3 separate regions of the Mus musculus genome follow, and all the other regions are linked to region 1. Evidence: chromatin contacts called from public Hi-C and HiChIP or PLAC-seq data. All regions are on one chromosome and are shown on one strand. The core of a region is the stretch at or near the end of the contact, and the rest is flanking DNA. Distances in the headings are between cores, read along the strand shown. Region 1 overlaps Gm30789 (predicted gene, 30789). Region 2 has its middle 190 kb from the start of Gm30789. Region 3 holds the start of 4930433B08Rik (RIKEN cDNA 4930433B08 gene).

What was found. A called contact is a pair of places that touch in the nucleus more often than the background predicts. HiChIP or PLAC-seq counts read pairs in DNA pulled down with a chosen protein or histone mark.
Region 2: a contact with region 1 is called in an H3K27ac HiChIP or PLAC-seq map of stem cell-derived epiblast-like cells, with 5 times the contacts expected there. The contact joins two enhancer-like sites. A contact is called at or near these places in 4 of 484 Hi-C or Micro-C datasets (all in embryonic stem cells), 5 of 115 datasets of contacts at active chromatin or transcription factors (embryonic stem cells, epiblast stem cells and stem cell-derived epiblast-like cells) and 1 of 9 other capture datasets (embryonic stem cells).
Region 3: a contact with region 1 is called in a Hi-C map of uterus, with 4 times the contacts expected there. The contact joins the promoter of 4930433B08Rik here to the enhancer-like site in region 1. A contact is called at or near these places in 1 of 39 promoter capture datasets (liver), 12 of 484 Hi-C or Micro-C datasets (the 3T3-L1 cell line, embryonic fibroblasts, liver and 1 more) and 2 of 115 datasets of contacts at active chromatin or transcription factors (embryonic stem cells and neural progenitor cells).

What each region holds. Positions count from the first base shown.
Region 1 is chr3:18,622,629-18,627,114 of GRCm38.p6, forward strand. Gm30789 (predicted gene, 30789) reads right to left here. Exons shown (of 4, transcript NR_166210.1): 4 at 1-3,425. Among named protein-coding and RNA genes, the nearest start is that of Gm30723, 7.6 kb to the left of the region's middle. Within about 2 kb of position 2,268, at least 196 of the 459 cell types and tissues checked have an H3K27ac peak or open chromatin away from gene starts, as enhancers often do. A contact at or near this core is called in embryonic fibroblasts, embryonic stem cells, liver and 3 more, where this site is marked.
Region 2 is chr3:18,826,620-18,831,105 of GRCm38.p6, forward strand. No RefSeq gene overlaps it. Among named protein-coding and RNA genes, the nearest start is that of Gm30789, 190 kb to the left of the region's middle. Within about 2 kb of position 2,367, at least 12 of the 459 cell types and tissues checked have an H3K27ac peak or open chromatin away from gene starts, as enhancers often do. A contact at or near this core is called in embryonic stem cells and stem cell-derived epiblast-like cells, where this site is marked.
Region 3 is chr3:18,478,642-18,483,127 of GRCm38.p6, forward strand. It overlaps 4930433B08Rik (RIKEN cDNA 4930433B08 gene), which reads right to left and starts at 1,836. Exons shown (of 4, transcript NR_040544.1): 1 at 1,479-1,836.

The DNA.
Region 1 (4,486 bases), core at 1,018-3,517:
ATACGTTACTGGGAACAGGCCTGTGGCACTGAACTCTCCATCTCTCTTGGTCTTCTGTCTGCCATGTGGAAAGTAGGAGCCTCACAACCAGCAGAGAATCCAAGAAGTCAAATGTTATTGATTGAAAGGTATGTAGTTAGAGCAACAGAAATGTGGCACATATACACATATCCCCCAACCTATTAAAGTTAGCAGAAAATATTCTTAAAATTAGTGCAGTAACTTTAAGCAATAAAGTGGTAAGAAAAATAGTAATAGGAACTAATGAAATCTGTGACCTACAAATGACCAAACTACTCTCAATTCATAAGAAACATCTCACCACATACTTATTCTTTTCTATCTGTATTTAAATTTCTATGCAATCTCTTCATTCACAATGAATCTGCTCTTAAACTCTTGGACCTGGCAAAATAATCATAAGTAAAGCGCATGACTGACAAGCATGAGAACTTGGCTTTAGTTCTTCAGCACATTATAAAACAGGGTGAAAGTGTACATGGCTCTAATCTCAATGATGTGGAAGCAGAGACAGGGGCATATCCTGTGGGGCTTGCTTATCACCCTGTCTCGTTAAAGTAGCAAGCTCCAGGTTCACTAAGATGTTGGGTCTCAAAAAAGAAAACAAACAAACAAGGTAAAGGGTACTGAGGAAAACATTTAGTGTTGATCTCTGAATTGTGATATGTATGTGCCTGTATCCATGAACACATATGTGACAATGTACACACATGCACACACACACACACACACACACACACACAGAGAGAGAGAGAGAGAGAGAGAGAGAGAGAGACACACAGACACACACAGAGAACAAAATATTAATGAATAAAAAATGTCATTAATGCATCTACTCAAAAAGCCAGTGCCCTGTGATGGAGAGTTGCCCTCCATGGGTGCTGCCTTGTGAATCCCAGGACAATCTCTACATCCTCACATCCCATCCCTGCCAATCTCACCTACAGAAGATACAGAGATGGATGGATGGATATAGCAAGTACATACAGCACTTTAAGGACATCTCTGCTCATGAACATGAGTTTTAAACTGTCTCAAGGAAATTTCTCTAAGCAAGATTTTAGTTTGGGACTTAGAGTTAAAGGACACTAATGGTGTATGGCTGTGTATCTGGCACAGATCAAGAGAAATTCCATGCTAGAGATGACTGGAGCATAAATATCTGAGTTTGGGCCAAGCTCTAATTACTAAACCTCATTTTAGAAGTATGTTTCCATACTGTCATGGTCCAGTAGGCCATCTCTTAAAGAAAGACTCAGAACTGCCACCGTTAGGAAGCAAAAGATTTCTTTCTCCCTGAGTAACTGGAGCTGCTGCTGAGCGATGACTCATCCTACCACCCCTCCTGGTGGCAGCACTGATGAATGTGTCTTTAAACAGTCGCTATTCCAGGAAGCCAAAGACCACAGAAAAAATACACAGCATTTCCTGTGTAAAAACAGCAGGCAGCCACCAGCCTAACACCAGCCCTGTTGTCATGCAAGAACACCCCCCACTGCCCAAGGAGGTAGGTCAAGGGAGAAAGGTCAGGCAGAGAGCTCTGTGCCCCGAAGAGGGCTTTAAAACCTACATTTTCTCCCTGGGAATCTTCTCAATTCTGCAAAGCCTGCACATAGTGGGTACTCAGCACTCAGTAGGTATTACCTACTAAAGAACAAGAAAACACAAAGGGTCTTTTGTTCTTAACAAACCACACTTCCCTTTGATATGCAGTAAGTTAGCTCCACTCTTATACTCTGTGAAAACACAGTCCTTCCCCCCAAAGAGCAAGACTTTCCTGTCACTCAAAATAGGAGCTTTTCCCCGTGTTTTCTTGAATTTCACATACACAAATCAAGGATGAGTCCCCTTTAGATGCATTTCTATATCACTGCACCAGAATCCTGGCATTCAAATTGTACCTATAATAAGAGTAGAGAATTCCCATGGAAATCCAGGGCCGGGTGACTCAGTATTTCTCAGCTGTCAAACAGTTTACATTGTGGGGGATGAAGCAGGAGCAGGGTTTGGATCTTAAATGAAGCAAGCCCGCAACATTAACTAGAAGGTTACAACTTTTTAAAAAGAGAATGGACGAAAAGTTAGAAGGGGTAAGTTCCCTCAGCCAGCTTGTAATAGAAAACTCCAGGACCAGACACAGATCCTGGAAACTTTAGAGAAAGAAGATTGGAAAAGTCTAGTTTTGCTTTCAATCTCCGGTCCTGGCGATTGGGAGGAAGAACAACAGTGGAACTGTGCCAAGGGATCAGGAGGGAGGAAGAGGGGCGCCTGCTCTCATCAGGACCCGCCCTCCCTGACCTGAAATCAGTGTCCTTACTTCTCAAAAGATGGTAGTGGATTTGAGTCCCACTGCAGGTTAGCTGTTCCTCATTTCCCTCCATTTATAAGCGGTTGGGGCTTCTAATTTTTTTTCCTCTGGGGTTAGGAGAAACGGAAATTTGTTTAAACTTCCTGACCCCTGCAGATTCCCTGTGATTTGCTCAAAACAAAACAGTATCTCTGCATTTCTTCAACCTTGTGCTCAAACCCAAAGGAACCTCCACATAGTAAACAGATACAGAAAGAAAACACACTAGCTCTATCAAGAAAGAAACCTGCTCTGAACTCGCAGAGACAACTCCCTGCTGGAGTTTCCCCCTTTCCTTTCTTCCTTTCTTCCTTTCTTTGTAGCCACGTCTCCATTCTACAACACTTACTGGTTACTTAATACCGTTTACATAACCACTGCCCCGTACACATTTGCATTTTATATTTGCGTTCAAAAATATCCGCCTAAAGTTGGGCAAACTCCGGCTGCAGAAACCAGGTCCACTCTCCCTGCGTTTGGGTGTCCCGGGTACCTGCCAGCTGTGCGTCCTCGGAATTGAGGACATCGTGTTTTCAATTTTCTTCAATAAAGCAATGAATCTGGCAATTTGCTGGCCTGCTTCAGCTAAACAGAAAGGACAATTTGAGAAGGATCATAGTTCAGGCCCAGTCAGACGGAAACGATTGAAAACAGAGAGCTGGCCGCTGTGGTTCCCCAGTGCAGCGCGCTGTCGCAGTTTGACTGACAAACTGACTTTTTCGAGGTGCTCATGCCCATTTCAGTCAGAGTTTATTGAAGGTGATTTTGATCTTCTCCATGAGGCCACAGCAGTGGCCGTGCCATCTGTCACCTTGATTGCATCGTGGATTCTCTGGAGAGAGCGCCATGGCTCCTGATCACTTACAGATTGTGCGGCTTTCTCCTCCATACGGACCACATGCGCAGAGCCAGATGGTGAACATAGACGCTGATTATAAGTCTTTATCTCCGTGCAGGAAGGAGAGGAACTATTAGGTTTCCCTCAGGAGCTCTGCTCCTCTCTACCCTCATGCTGCTCCTCCGCAAATACAGTCTTCTTCAGCTGTCATCGGCCTACCTTGGAAAATTAAAAAAATAAACAATAATTCCATCACCGGGGCCGGGAACCCAAGCTGGTGCAGCAGAGCGGTCCCCTGGCCTTGCTCCCCTTCTCACAGGCCCCGCCCCACCCCCACCGCCTGTCTGCCTGTCAGCATTAGGTACAAAGAAGTTTGTTTGGGAATTAATATGTTAGTTTTTGAGAACTCGGGAGGGACCCACTATTTTAAATGAAGCCTCAGGACTTGCAGCTTTCTTGTGTGATTGCGATGTGGCTTCCATTGCATTGTGCTGTGTGTGCGCTTCCATTTAGGGAGGATTTTTATTTGTTTGTTATTTTTAATTCATCTTACACGTTTTTAAATTGTAAGCTGTTTTTCTGAAATAATCTCAGGAGAAGGGTTACTCACATTTGGGTCACAGCACAATCTCTGGGAGAGATTCAGAGGCAGGTGACAGTGAGCCCGAGTTGGAAACCTCTAGGTGTAGTACTGGAAAGAGGCACCGAGGCAAGAGGTGGAGATCTGGGATAGGCAGGGGCCCCCTGAAGCCCAGCATAGATTCCACCTCAAAGCATCACTGCCAGCAGACAGTCAGGAACCCGTCTCAAAGAACATGACGGAAGTGTAGGGTGTGCAAGCACCAACACCACTCAGAGTTTACATGAACAGCTAAGAAAGGGGTTCTCCGTCTTCTTGCTTTTTGAACATTATTTTTACAAGTTAAAGAATATACAGTTAAAAAACTATTTCTTTCCTTTACATACAACCCCTCCATGAAGATATAAGGATATAGGACATGTCTTGGTCCGCAGCTCACTCATAAGCAAAAAGCTCCTGCCCTTGCTCTCATAGGTCTCTATTTCTTTTCTCTCTCCCTTGCACACACACCCTGTCAGTGTGAGGGATATCCCCTCCCCTCCCCAAGTGAGCAGCTGTCCACAGAAACCAGGCAACAGATTCCAGTGACCCATGACCTTGAAGTCTTGCCGATTTGGGTCATTCATTAAGAATAACTGCCATCAACCCAACAGCCTACAATTACCAGTACCCAATAGCTTTGCTCAGACACTAAATATGA
Region 2 (4,486 bases), core at 1,117-3,616, 200 kb after region 1:
CCTACCAACCATGTGGCCCACTTGCTGAGGGAGCCACTACAATGTACAAGGTTACTGAGGGAGCCACTTGCTGAGGGAGCCACTACAATGTACAAGGTTGTGATGGACAGATGGGAGAAAAAAGAAGCAGAAGAGTTTGAGCATTATGGAGAGAGATTTAACTGAAAACCTGAGGGTGGAGAGGAACAGCCTATTGTGAGTGGCCAGTTCTGCTACCTGAGGCCATGGTAAAGTTCCAGTTCATGTTGCTGCTCAGGGCCATGCCTGGATCCCTAGTTCTGCAGTATCAGTGCCTCATAATACCACTAGAGATCATGGGAATGTTCCTGGTCTGGGCAGCCACCTGTAACCACACAGATATCCAGGGCTGTACAGAAATGGTCCTGCCTCTCACTGGCTGTAGCAATCTAGAGAGCTGGCTCTACTTCTCATCTTCCTGGATAGCATAGCAGAGCTGGCTTTGGTTTTGGAGGTACCGGTGACCCACCAGTAAGGGTGAGAACATGGGAGTCTTGGCCCCACCACTCCTCTGCTGTGAGGTGGTACAGGCATGGAGGTGATGCCCTCCTCCTCCCTTTTCCCTTTGCCACCTGAAGCATTTGGAAGAGCTGACCCTCATGAGAGCTGGTGAGCTGTCCCTGCTTCTCACTGGCTGTAGCACTTGGGAGAGTAGGCCCTGCACCTCACCTAGTCAACACAGTGCAAGTGGCCCCAATGGCAAAGGCACAGGTGAGCCAGCCCTGAGGGTGTGAGAGCAGGAGAGCTGGCCCAGCCCTTACCTGGCTGCAACACTTGGCAGAGTGGGCCCTGGGCTTTGGGCAACACAGTGGTGCTGGCTCTTGAGGCATGGGTTCCTGTGAGCCAGACCCCAAGAGCATGAGCAAAAGAGAGCTGACCCTGGCCTCCTGCTAATGGCAGTATTAGGAGACCTACCTGGAGTGGTGCTATAGCTCACTCTGGTGGTGTGGATAAGAGAGAGCTAGCAGGTTGACCAGTTCAGCTACCACACAGGTCCAGATCCACAGTTTTGCATTGACCCACCACAGCATCTACATCATGTGTGAGCTGTTAGGATGTGTTGGGATGCATGAAAGGGCCTGATTTCAGCTGATCCAAAGCTTCAGGATCTTATGACATAGGGCAATGACCGGATAACAGGAAGAAATCACTATGATGATGATCCAATACTGATGGTATCACTGAAATAAAAAGCCTCAAATCACTTGTAGGCATGAACCCAAAGAACTTAGTAGCCTATTTTACTGACACTCTATTTACAACATCTAAGAAGGCATCCATTAAACTGATGGAGAGATAATTAAAATATGGTACATATACACAATAAGATACTACTCAGCAATAAAGAATAGTAAAATCTGTAGGTAAATTGATGTAACTAGACAATCTTATACTTCTGAGTGGGGTCCATCCAGGCCTAAAAGGAGAAATGCTATTTGTTTTCTCTTATGTAATAGTTTCACTTTCAAATATTTAGTGCGTTTAATATGGAGTACATGTGAAAGCTAGAAAACTCGACACAGGGCATTGGTGGCAGGGTATACCTTTAAGGAGGAAGGATAGTAGGTGTAGAGGAAGTCAAAGTAGAGAGGGGAATACTGAAAGTGGAAGGGGTAACAATGAAAGTCAAGTGGGCAAAAGGTTCAATCTATAGTAGAGTGTTAGGGTAGGAAATAAAGGACCAGGGAAGACTCAACCAAAATGAACTGTTCATGAGAAGCTATTTGGGAACAATGATCTTGTACTTCTTGTTGTTGCTGTTGGTTTTTTTGTTGGTTTTGTTTTGTTTTGTTTTGTTTTGTTTTGTTTTGTTTTGTTTTTTTCAAGATGAGGTTTCTCTGTATAGCCCTGGCTGTCCTGGAACTCACTTTGTAGACCAGGCTGGCCTCGAACTCAGAAATCCGCCTGCCACTGCTTCTTGAGTGCTGGCATTAAAGGTGTGCACCACCATGCCCTGCTACACACACTCCAGTGAAGTCTGCTTGGCAGGCCTGGAAGCACTCATGAGGCAAAGAGTTTCAAGGAAACTCAACTTCCTGGAACCTTGGCATTCTCATAACCTGTATACTCATACCCTATCCCCGAGTTAGTCTGGTGTATGGATCCATGTGCTCTCTTTTAGTATTATTTTATTATAAGTGCCTTTTAAGATTGAATTCTGACATAGGTAAGCCTCCACCAGTGTTCCAATGTCTTAGAAAATGCTTGAAGCCGATGAGCTTGGAATTCAGTAGGAATTCAGTAAGAATGTTACCTATTCAATAACATTCAAATTTACTTCTAGCAGAGACTCAGTGAAACTAATTAGGCATTACAAAGAACAGAGCTAAAATAGCTCAGGGCTAGTCTGCAGAGTGATTACTTAGGGCAGTAGCCAGTCTTACCCAAACAAGGGAATACACAATGGCCTAGCTACTAGGTGGATTTATCATGAAAGAGTTAGGGAATCCCCCTGAGACAGGGAACTTCTCTACAGCCAGGTATAACAGGCTACATTGCATATTAGAAGGAAATTGGCGAATTCTTCTGACAAATGGAGATTCTCCACAGATACTTAAAAGAACACCCAAGTTACACTCATACAAGAATTTATCAAGGCCTAGGAAATAGGGGGGAGGGGAGGTTGTGGTATTGCATTATTCATGAGAAGGTCTGCTAGAGCAGAACCCCCTGGTGCTAGCTTTCACAAGGCTCAAAGGAGTAGCCCAAATTGTGACTAGGGTGTGAAATACTTACCTGTCATTAGCTGACCCTAAGCAGAGCTATTTTATCTTTACTGTAAATATTAGCTGGTTTCTGTAGTCCTTTTGAAGTCATTCCTTTGTTTTGTGTCAGGTAACTTCAATTTTGCCTGCTGTGACATCCTACCCCTTTGTTTTCTGTATTATATAAGACTGGTGTTCACTTTGTGACAATACATTCAGATTCTACACAGTCTCTCGTGTGATTCTGTCTGTCATTCATTCGCCGACTCCTTGTCCACCTGCAACCAGAGACCCATTCTATGCAGACAGGGACCAAAAAGGTCTGCAGCAATGCCCAGCTTCTACGTGGAAATATAATGATCAGATAGTAGAAAATATGTGATATGGAAGAACAGGGAGAGAAAACTAGGAGGCAGAGGTGTAAGTGGGGACAGGGACAGGGACAGGGACAGGGTACTGAATGAAAGGAGCAGCAAGAGTTGGGTTCGCCAAAGCTAGGCAGGTATGAAGACATTTTATGAAATCCCACTAATTTGTCAGCTACTTAAAAGTATAATTTCTAAAGGCAAACAAACAACAGAAGTACTCTGCATTAGAGAACAATGCTGCTCCTAAGAGAAATGGGTTAATACATTAAAATCTCAGTGTTGGGAATGGGGTAAGAACCCATTGCTGAAGACATCACATGCTTGGTTGTAGGATAGAAATAGGTTAGTCTTGAGTTGATCTGAAAACTTTTCTCTGCTAGCTGGCTTTCATAGTGCTGGATAATGCTATGCAGCTTGTTAAGGGACAAAAAACATCAAAGATCATATTCAGTTCTGAACCTACATGCTACAACACTGACTGCCAAACAAGATGTGCAATGGTCCAATAGTGCAAGACTGTTATGGTGATAACCAACCACTCTCCTGTTTCATTTGCAATTGGACAACAAAACTTACATTCAAATCTGAATGTACGCAGACTATGGAGGGGCATGCTTGAAGCATGACATGGTAAAGAAAACATCAATTTGCATCTATTTCCTCATCTGTTCTGTTAGCCAGGCATCCTCGGCACCAATCTGAGTCTCTGGGCAAGATCTGAGGGGAAAGTACTTCCTCCCTTCAGTAAAACATTAGGCAAACAATTTCCCTCCCAGAGGATCTGTCTCCCAACCTCAAGTTACTTCCCCTGGTGGATTTCTCACTTTCACTTATCATATATTTCATTTATTTTTCAGAATAGTCACTCAGCAAACATTTACAATAGCATATTATATGTCTCTGAATGTTCTAGAACACCTTTCTCTGACCTCTTTGTGCCCAAATCTCCACAATAAATCTATCACAGGCAGCTTAGCTCCCAATTTTCTTCTGACCATATGTTCCCTGATTCCCTGCACCTCTGATGTTCCCTAGGGCTTTCTACTATCTGTAGGTAGAAAATCTGACAGGAGGCGGGGAAAGCCAGAAAGATACTCATTGAAACTCAGCAGTAGGAAAGACAACTAATCCCTGATGTCAAATAATTAGTACTGTCCCCAGTATGCTCAGTGTCACCATAAGCACTAGGGTGACTGTGAGAATGTTAAGCTGCAGTCTCTGTCCCTGGGGGTACTGGGAGAGGAGGGAAAGGAGTATAATCTTGCTAGGCATGATTTATGAAAGATGGAAGAACACCAACTTAATTGAGCCCCGTCTAAAATTCATAGACTTGGAGTGTTTAAATATGTTACGGTATATGATCCAACTTGATATTTTTAAACTGGGCAGTGTTGA
Region 3 (4,486 bases), core at 586-3,085, 140 kb before region 1:
AATAACATATACAACTTTTCAGTCAGTAAGGGTGCAGTAACATGATCATAGCCATGTAGGAATATAGGAAACATTCAAAGGAACATGGTTCCTCCAGAAGATCAAAATAACTCTCCATACATGATCCTAAGTTATAGGAAATATACCACGTGTTTCAAAATAGTGATCCTGAGAAAATCAGTGAAGTGCAAGGTCAGACATGTAGACCATGAACAACAAAAGTGATAAAATAGATCCGTGTATAAATGAGAAATCCACCAAATAAAAAGAAGTTACGTTTCTGAAAAGTTAACCAATAAGAAATATTGAGACTAAAAACATCAGTTAACTAAATAAACTTTAGACCATGAAGGAAATCTTAAAAATACAAAAGAACCAATATAATTTGTTGTGTTTTACCAGACCAGAGTAGAATGAAACCAGAAAATTATATAATCAATGAGAATAATATTGAAAAATATACAGAGATTACAGAAATTTCATAGTTACTTTTACGTTCTTCAGTAACAAATGAACAATTAAAAAACAGAAGGGGATGGGGAGGAGATTTAAAATCTCTAAAAATAATTGTGTTAGCATTCCATTGCTATAACATAAACCCTGGGGGAAAAAACAATCTGAAAAAGACAATGTTTGTTTTGTTGTTTCTTGCCTATGGCAAGGCCACATCACAGCAAGGATACAAGCTGTGTACCACCTAGCAGCAAGGAAGCAGCAAGCTAGGCAAGTGTAGGGTTAGAGGAGTATGTAGATTCTAAGGGCTCATCCATCAGTTAGTGCCACCTGCCAAGCTTTTGTCTAATAGTCAATTCATTCATTGATGAAGTCAGAGCCCTCATAATCTGTTTACTTTTGAATACCTTTAGCAAACAGCTTTAGAGGAACATTTTAGACAAAACCCAAAATGCCACAGGAGTAAGAGGGAAGTTCATTGTGATAAGAGATAATCTAAGAATTTGAATTCAGCATAAAAGAAAAGTGGCCAAGAAGTGTTCAGGGAGGTATGGAGGGAGGAGGAAGCACAAGGACAGAAAATGAGCACAATGTTCAGTTCTCAGGAATGAAGTCATGCTGTGCAGTTCAGTACTGTGGTGCGAAACTACTGTGGTCTGACACTTGTGACATAAGCCAAAATAAACATGTTCTCCTTCAAGTTGTTTTCCCACAAACTATTTCTCAGCAATGGAATGCTAACAACAAGAGTTCTCAAAGACTAGATAGAAAGTTTCTAAAGATCCAGAGATGAGTCACGTAAAGGTTCACAAACTTACAAAACAATAAAACAAAGATGTAAATACTGACTCCCCCAACCTGTGACTAAATATGGCGTACACGTCTCCTGTTTTCAAGCTATTGCAATATAAAAATGTGGAATTCCGTGACAATAAAATAAAACATATCCACACATTCCTCAACAGCCTAGATAGAATTTTTTTAAAATTATAAAAAATTAGTTAGTAAAACACTATCTACTAAACCTCAAAAACGTAGGGTCTGAAACTCCATGAGTGATGATAGGTGAGAGTGAATATGGATTTTTCCAACATGTTCCAGATCCTCCATACAGGGCATGGGGTGTCTCTTTGGTATTTTTATGTTCTTCTTTCTCCTACTTCTAAGGTTTGAGTTCCCCAGTAATGATCAGTACATCTGAGAAAGCAGTGTCGCAGTAGCTGCCTGTCTGAAGACTGTTCCCTTTTCTCTGTCACCCAGATAAGGCTTACTGCACCCTTCTTGCGATATGAAATTTCTAAAATGCCAGGTGGTTAGGTGTGGTATCTGCTGAGTTTTGATTCTGTTCGATGGCTGCACACTTCCCAAGATCCACAATCTGTTAAGCCACCACGATCAGAGTTTCCTTTTAAGCTTAAATCCCACAGTTTATCATTATAACCAAATCCTTTATGACCTAACCATACAGAGTTAAGACAGAAACTACATCACTATGTATCTATGACCTGCACATGGAAGGATAAAACTGAAAGAAAACTTATAAGCTCCCTGGCCTCACTCTCTGTTTATGATCATGAACTTTAGGTTCATTGGATGATGTCTGGCCATCAGTTTTCTTACTGAGAGATATGGAACTTGCTGGAATTTACTAGACTACCATTGGCTATTCCTCCCCCCCCCATCCCCCCCCCCACACACACTTTGGATCCAACGCCTATCAGGCTTTAGCTGTGACCAACTGCACTTAAACTCTTCTCACTAAGTTCAAACTCAGGATTCAGTTGTATTACCCATAAACTTGACTCCCAGCAACTAGCAGAGACAAGAAATTCTTCGTGGCACTGCAAATTCATCACTGCCTTCCAGAATATCATTCTTTCTTGTTTTCACCCCTCCCTTGCTTATCTTTCTCAGACTCTTGTTTCTTCTTCACATCACTGTCCTCTTATAGCAGAAGCTCTATTTCTTTGTCTTCACTTGAATCCATCATCAGTCTCAGCCTGGTGACACTGCTGAATCGCAGTGCTTTGTACATAATTTCTTGGATAACTTCCAAAAGTATATCCCCACTTAAGACATTTCAGAAATATGAAGTCATTTGCCTACCTGAGTTCTCCATGTGGATGTTCATTTGGAAGCTAAAATTTCAGTGTAAAACTCAACTCCGGTCTCCCTTACTAAACTGCCTTATCCACAACATTCTCTATCATCTTTCCTGTTTCTCAGCCTAGAATCTTGGTGATCTTTAGCATTCCTTTTTGTCTCTCTTTCACGATTGCAATCACTATTTTGTAAGGTTCCATGAGCTTTACATTTTCTGCATATTTATACATAATCTGAGGACTTTATGCTACTTCTCCTGTCACGATTACTATCAAGTGACCTGGCTCCTGTTACTGTCTATTACAACAGTAGCAGCTATGGCAGGTCTTTCTAAACAGCAGAAATCAAAGTCAATAAAGTGGTTGACAACGCTTTAAAAACTTTTTCAGTCCTAGTAGTAACAAGATGGTTTCTTCCCTGCTTCTCTAGAACTCAAAGAACATCCTCTTCTCCTTCAGCCCTTTGCTTAAAGATTCACATAGCTAGTTACCAAATTTAATGTATTGTCTGACCATCATACTCATTGTCTATGTTGATTCCTGTTTAATACCACACTCTCTCATATCCTGATTCCTCTCAATCTGCTCACTTTTGATTTATATAGATGTTATTATCTGATACCATACATTGTAATTTAATTTTATCATTTATTCATTATACATCATTCTACTGTTTGTCTCCCACATGTGTACATACTTTCCAAAATGTAAAGATTTTCTGTATTTTGAACTAACATCTCCAAGCATCTAGAACAGTATGTTGAAAGGATGAACAAATGATTCTAGGCTGAGAAGGCAGATCAAAGATCAGATAGGTAAGCAGCCATGTCTTGAATTGCATTGATGAACATAAGAGAGGAAGCTAAAAATCTGAAGAGTGGGAATAGTGAATATGCCAAATTAAGGCTGTGACCAGATCAAGGCAAGAATGTACACAGCTGGATAAATAAAACGAGAGAAAGAACAGCTGCTTGAGAATTAGAAGGTCAGATCTACCAGAGCTTACATATTTGTTCTGACTAAGTAAAATGGCGAACTCTTGAACTCTAAGTGTGTTCAATAAAGGCACAAAGTCCAAGTCTTCCAAGAAAACCAAGAATGACACTGAAATAGAGACTACACAGGAACTAGCCTAAACCAAGCTTGAAAAGCAGCCTAAAAACAGCAATCTACAAGCCATGCCCTGGGAGCAAATCCTAGCTCCCTTAAAAAGAACAGGAAGAAGCCGGGCAGTGGTGGCACATACCTTTAATCTCAGCACTTGGGAGGCAGAGGCAGGCAGATTTCTGAGTTCGAGGCCAGCCTGGTCTACAAAGTGAGTTCCAGTACAGCCAGGACTATACAGAGAAATCCTGTCTCAAAAAAAGAAAGAACGAAAAGAAAAGAAAAGAAAAATAAAAGGAACTGGAAAGGTCTAAACAACAGGTAGACAGCAGCTTGGTTCTTCTTTGCTTCCATGTGCATTTTAGAGTTGTGTTTGTTTGTTTTGTTTTGTTTTGTTTTTAAGTTCCTGTGAAAATGTTCTGGAGTCCTGATAGGGCTTTTGTGTGTTACACAGAATCGTAATAGAGCTGTTGTATCTGGCAGTAATCTGGAATGATGGCATCTAAGCTTTGAAGTAGGCTTTTGTCAGTGATTGTTATCTGAGATTTTTATGCGGTTATTTCTTTGAAGATTTCTCCCAGCCCTTGAATATCTTAAACCAGAGACATGTTGGCAGACCAGGAAGTCTCCCATGGGTGAAAATTGCTTTAGTGATAGTTATTTCAAGATAGCCCCTAGGTCAGACAGGATGTTTTGATAGGCAGAAATAAGGCAGACTTACTAAAGGTACCTTTTGTGTAACAATAACAAGAGCTTCAAGGAGGCTGTAATACTCCCACAGAGACACTTTCCCTGCTGCTAAGAAGTCTGGACTCATCCTTTTGTGG